Regions from separate parts of the Sus scrofa genome. Here region 1 is linked to region 2. Evidence: chromatin contacts called from public Hi-C data. All regions are on one chromosome and are shown on one strand. The core of a region is the stretch at or near the end of the contact, and the rest is flanking DNA. Distances in the headings are between cores, read along the strand shown.

Region 1 (2,700 bases), core at 195-2,694, 770 kb before region 2:
AAGTTTATCCAATAAATATGTATTGTATATCTTTAGGCAACAGGAATGAGAATACAGTGGTGAACAAGACAGAAAAGTCGCTGGTCTCCTGGAGTGGGCATTCTAGGACCAGACTGGCTCTACAATTCATTTACTCCAGAAATTAGAGAGAAAAATAGTGGTAGAAACTGGCAGGGAGTTTGCCATGTCCGGTAGTGCACTAGAGACACAGAACTGAAAAAAAAAAAAAAAAAAAAAAAAAGACTTCACCACAAAATACTTGGGACCAATTACTTCCATTCAGGAAACACATGCTCATCATTTTCTTCAAACTAGAAATTACTTTATCCTGCTTTTCTTTGAAGTTCTCTTCAATCTGTTATTGTTCAGGGTCTCTATCCAATTTCTCATCAAATTGCCCTATTTGTAGCTTCCAAACATTAACACCTCTATGTTGAAATGGAGCCTATAAAATGCCTTCGGGGCTTAAACCATGTGTGAGGCAGAAATGGTATTTAAGCCCTTAATGAAATTATGAGCTTTTAAAGGGTTGCGTTTTGGGTTTATGGGAGCTTTCCTCCAGATTTTTTTTTTGGGGGGGGGGCGTTAGGGTGGGTGGGAAATGCTCAACACACGTTTATTACGTTTATTGTTTTCGCTTTTAAAATACAATTTTCATGAACTAGCGATTTATGAACACTTTACACTGCTTGAAAGCATCTGTAAACTTGGTGTGTGTGTGTGTTTTTTCCAACTCTCAAAGCAGCTTCTTGCTACTGGTCGAATTCCAGCCGGCAGAAAAGCTAAATATGTCTCGTCGCTTCACCGATCTTTCTCCAGAAAAGTGAAAGAGAATAGAAAATAGAGAAGGAGCAAGGGGGAGGCGAGAGGAAAAGGCGAAGGGGTAAGGGGAGAAGGAAGCCAGAAAATAAAGGAGCGCCGGAGCACAGATTGCAGACGAGCAGACCCAGAGCAGCCACAGCGCGGAGCTGCCGGCGGCCACTGGTCCCCCGAGCTGCCAATCGCGGTGTAATCCTGTAGGAATTTCTCCCGGGTTTAGCAGGGAGTCACACAGCCGCCTCCTCTCCCGAGTGGCCCGGAGAAGCCCAGAGAAGCTGGCTGGGGAGGGAGGGAGGGAGCGGGAGGAGAAGAGGAGGTGGAGGAGGAGGACCCTGGGAGGGAGGCGGCGGCGCGGGAGGAGGAGGGGCGCAGCCGCGGAGCCACTAGCCCTGCCGGACGCGCTTCTCTCCAGATACTCCCAGAGCTCCAGCCGCGCGGATCTCGCGCCCCCACCGCTCTGCCCCCAAACTTCAGCTGCAGCTACATTCCAAGCCATCTAATTTATTCCTCAAAAATCAGAAACCGAGCCGCGACACGGGGAAGGAGTCCGCGGAGGAGTAAAACTACAGCAGAGCAAGAAAGGCTCCAGAGAGCTGCCTCCCCGGAGCAACAACTCGGCGTCGGGAGTGTAGGAACCAACAAGTGAGAAGGCGCCGCGTTCCCCCAGCGCAGCCGCGGGCAGCGGGAGCAGGCGCAGGAAGAAGAAGCGAGCGCCCCGGAGTCCCGAGCCCGAACCCCCGAGCCCCCGAGCCGGAGCCGCGGTCGCGGAGGCTGCTCCGCTCCGGATTCTTCGGCGCGGGCTGCGCCGGGCGCTGAGCAAGAGGTTCCGCTTCTCTCTGGTTGCAAGCGGCGGCTGGGAGCAGCCGATCCCCGGGGAATATGCGGCGCGTTTGGATCCTGCTCACCTTGGGCTTGGTGGCCTGCGTGTCGGCGGAGTCGGTGAGTGGGCCAGGAGGGGGACGCGCGCGCCACATAGGGTGTCGAGGCCGAGCGGGGTGCGCAGAGCCCGCGGGGAGTCGGGGAGCGCCACCTGGGGGATGCCCCCCACTCCCAGCTGTGTCAGCTCGGCCCCCGGGGATCTGCTGGGACAAATGCGCTCGCTCCTCCGCCCCTTCCCTCCTCCCTTTCCCGCAGAAAAGCGCCGCTCCCTGGAGTTGCCTGGAGGTCCCCCGGGATCAGCAAGAGAGTACGGCAGTTTTGTCGAACCGCAGAGGCCCCAGAAATCTCTCCCAACTTCTTCGCCCTCGGAGGGTCTTTCTTTATGGCCGGGAAGGACCGATGGGGAAGGGTGGCCGGAGAGAGGATGTCGGGAAAGGGCAGCGTGAGAACTGGTCCCCTCCGCGCGCTCCCGGAGACCCAGGAACGACCTGGAAACTTTGGGGTCCCTTTGTCAGCACACACACACCCCCACGCCAGCTTTCCTACTCCATTGAATGCACGTTCTGGGGAGATGGGGCCCAGCTTTGAGAAACCCGCGAGTGTCCGGAGAGGAAAGTTTGCAAAAGTTCTTTTGTTTGATGTTCCGGGTGGCTGGGGTAAGGGAGCAGACACTGCGTGGATAAGCTACCCGCGGAGGCACAGTCGTCGGTCCCTTGGGGGGTGAGCGGGATGCGCCCCAAAATGCCAGGATGCGGACCCCTGGACTCCAAGTCTTGCAACGACCCGACCTCCTTGAGGGTCGGGGGGCGGCTTGCGGGCCCTAAGGAACAGGAGGGCATTTTGGTAGGGGTTGCGCTCAAGTGCAGCAGCTGGGCGAGGTGAGGTGCCTGAGACACTGAGCTTGGCCTCGGGTCGCCTGGCTGCTCGGAGAACCGGGGCTTCCAGCCCGCCACGCTCGTCCTCGCGGGCCCCGGCTGGGGTGCACCGAGGCTTGGAGGAGTC
Region 2 (2,700 bases), core at 115-2,614:
CAGGCTCAGTTGGACTTGTTGACCCCAGGCTCAGGGGTCTCCACTGGCTGCCTTGTTGGACCTGGCCGGCCCTCCTTTCCTTTCTCTGCACGGGCCCCTTCACTCATCAGGTAGTACTGCAGAGGATTGGGCCACAATTCCTCGTTGATTATCTCCACAATCTTGTCAGACTCAATGGAGCTGTGGTTGGAAAACCACCCAAAGAAGCTCCGGCTGTTGTCTGGGTTGCCCTGACTTAGGGTCTGGAGATCATGCCCTGGGAGCCACTGGATTGGAGTTGAACGAGACACCACCTGGCCGGATGGACCACACCCGTATTCCTTGATGAGCACCTTATTTTGGAAATAGGGGTTGCGCCCAAAGTAGAACTTGATTTTGTAGCCCAATCTGGCGAGGCCAAGCTCTTCCACCTCCAAGCTATTCAAGTAGCCGAGTACCTCTTTATCTTGGTTGTTCAGAAAGGACGAGAGCTGGGGGTGGTTCTGAAACGCCTGCCCCCAGAAGCCTGGGATGTTCTGGATGAGGAGGTTCCGGCGCTCTAAATGATGCAGGCGCAACTGGCCAAACTTGCGAGAGAGCCGCAGGTAGGCCCTGTCCGCCTGGGCGTTCATGGTCTCCAGCTTCAACTGGACGTTCTCCAGCGTATCCATGCTGCCTTCTGTCGCTGGAGGCCCCGACCCTGCATCCTTCTCCACCTTCTTCTCCTCTACCACTGGAACGGAGGCAGACTCCCCAGCAGTCCCTTTCTTCGGCTTCCCACCGGCTACGGCCGAAGGCCCCCTCCCCGCTGCGCTACAGGTATCTGAGGCCTTCTTCCCAGCCGGGCCGCGCCGATTTCCAACGCGGGGGCCATTTTTCGGTCTTCCCACGGTTCCCACGGTTCCTACGAAGACGGTGTCTGTCGTCAGACGCTCTGAGAGGGATGCGGCCTTCCCCTGGCCGGGCCTGGTCGCGGCCTGCCCGCGATCCCCCGCAGCCCGGGCCCGGAGCGCGAGGCCACAGTCCAGGGGGAGCCGACAGGCGTCCTCTTCCCCGGGCCGGCGGGGCGGCGCGGGCGCAGCGGTTTCCAGGCCACCCCAACCCGCGCCAGCCTGCACCTGTGCCGCCTTGGTCTCCTCCCCGAGCCTCTGGCACTGTGGAGGGTCCGGGTCGCGTGGGGCGTCATCAGGAGCAGCGCGGACTCGGCCTTTGGCGCGGCCTTTGCCCCGGCTCTTGGCGCGGGAGGACTTTCTACCCCTACTTCGGCCGCTCATGGTGGTAGCGGACTCGGCTTCAAAGCCACGCTCCGACCCTGCGGCCCCTGGCGCCAGCTCGCGGTCCCTACCGGCGGGCCTCTCCATGGCAACCGCCGACGTCACGACTGCACGACTATACCATCGCGCGAGGACGGGATGCGCCCGGTGATTGGCTCCGCCGCCGCAGCTGCGCACCAGCCGACCCTCACAGACGCCCCCCCACCCGCATCTCACCCCAGCTCCCTTTCACTGTGAGCGGAGGGTTTGCTTCCGTTTGGTGTCTTCCCCCAAGTCTCAGTTGTGCCCTCGGCGGGCCCCTCACACAAAACACCCTCAAGACAGCCATCACATCCGTCCCTCCCATCATGGGCTTTCTAAACTAAACATCTTCAGACCATTCACCTATCTGCTGTGACTTCTATTGTGATGAAACTACTGCTGGTCTTTATGTCTGATCTTTGAAAACCTTTGCTTAGAGATTTGCTCTGGTACCTTAACTCCAGGGACTGTAAAGGTAGGTACCATAATGCCAGAACCACCAGGCGATTTGCTGCGCGGTGGAATGTTAATAGTAATTGTACAAATAAAAACAACTAGTATTTTGGGACAATCGTTATGTATCCGGCACTTTACTAAGTGCTTTATATGCATTTTCGCAGTATATGATGGAGGTATTGTTACCATTCTTATTTTCCAGATGAGAAAACAGTGGCTCAGAGAGGCCAAGGAACATTCCTGAGATAACACAGGAAAGGATGGAAGCACAATTCTAACCCAAACCTATCTGACTCAACCTTTGTTTTATATTCCCAAGTGGCTAGTTCTTCCAGACCTGCTCAGCTGTAAACTCCTGCACTGGGTCTTCAGAATGCCAGCCTTGCCTCTTAAACCAGCATCAGCAGAGCACCTCTGCATCCTGGGACCATCACCCGAGTCTTCTAGCTGCCTCCGGTGTAGTTCAAGCTGAGCTATCACTCAAATCACAGGGCCAGGAATGAAGGCTACAAGTCAGAACTCCTGTAATTGGAGGAAGACAAGAAAGTGCTCAGAGAATTCTTATTCAAGGAGCGGAGCCAGGCTATCCAGGTTAAGATTCAGAAGCAGAGCCTCCATAGTGTTGGCAGGGAGGAGGCCCTAGAAACATCTCAGACCCTTAATTGAAAGAGCTGGATAACCTATCTCGTATTCCTGAAAGAGCCCTGGACTGTGCTTTTACCAGCCAGGTGAAATAGTGAGGCCAGTGATGAGGTTGTGACCAATGTGAAAGTTTTCGGGTTGTCCTTTTAAGCTCAACAAGCTCAAAGGGAACAAAAAGGCCCTTGCAGCCAGCTAATGGAGATGTGAGCCCCAAAGTCCCTGGGTTCCCCATACCTCTTTACTCTCATTACTCAGTGTGTGGTGGTGGCCTGGCAGCCTGGCATCACCTGGTAGCTTGTTAAAAATGCAGGATTTCAGGCCCCACCCC

What was found. Hi-C and Micro-C count contacts between places; a contact is called where the count stands out from the background.
Region 1: a contact with region 2 is called in a Hi-C map of embryonic fibroblasts, with 2.0 times the contacts expected there. The contact joins the promoter of SDC2 here to the promoter of TSPYL5 in region 2. A contact is called at or near these places in 1 of 47 Hi-C or Micro-C datasets (embryonic fibroblasts) and 1 of 2 datasets of contacts at active chromatin or transcription factors (skeletal muscle).

The regions. Positions count from the first base shown.
Region 1 is chr4:40,128,227-40,130,926 of Sscrofa11.1, reverse strand. SDC2 (syndecan 2) reads left to right here and starts at 1,444. Exons shown (of 5, transcript NM_001315754.1): 1 at 1,444-1,758. The coding sequence starts at 1,699.
Region 2 is chr4:39,361,609-39,364,308 of Sscrofa11.1, reverse strand. It overlaps TSPYL5 (testis-specific Y-encoded-like protein 5), which reads right to left and starts at 1,364. Exons shown (of 2, transcript XM_021089072.1): 1 at 1-1,364. The coding sequence starts at 1,340. The coding sequence ends at 6.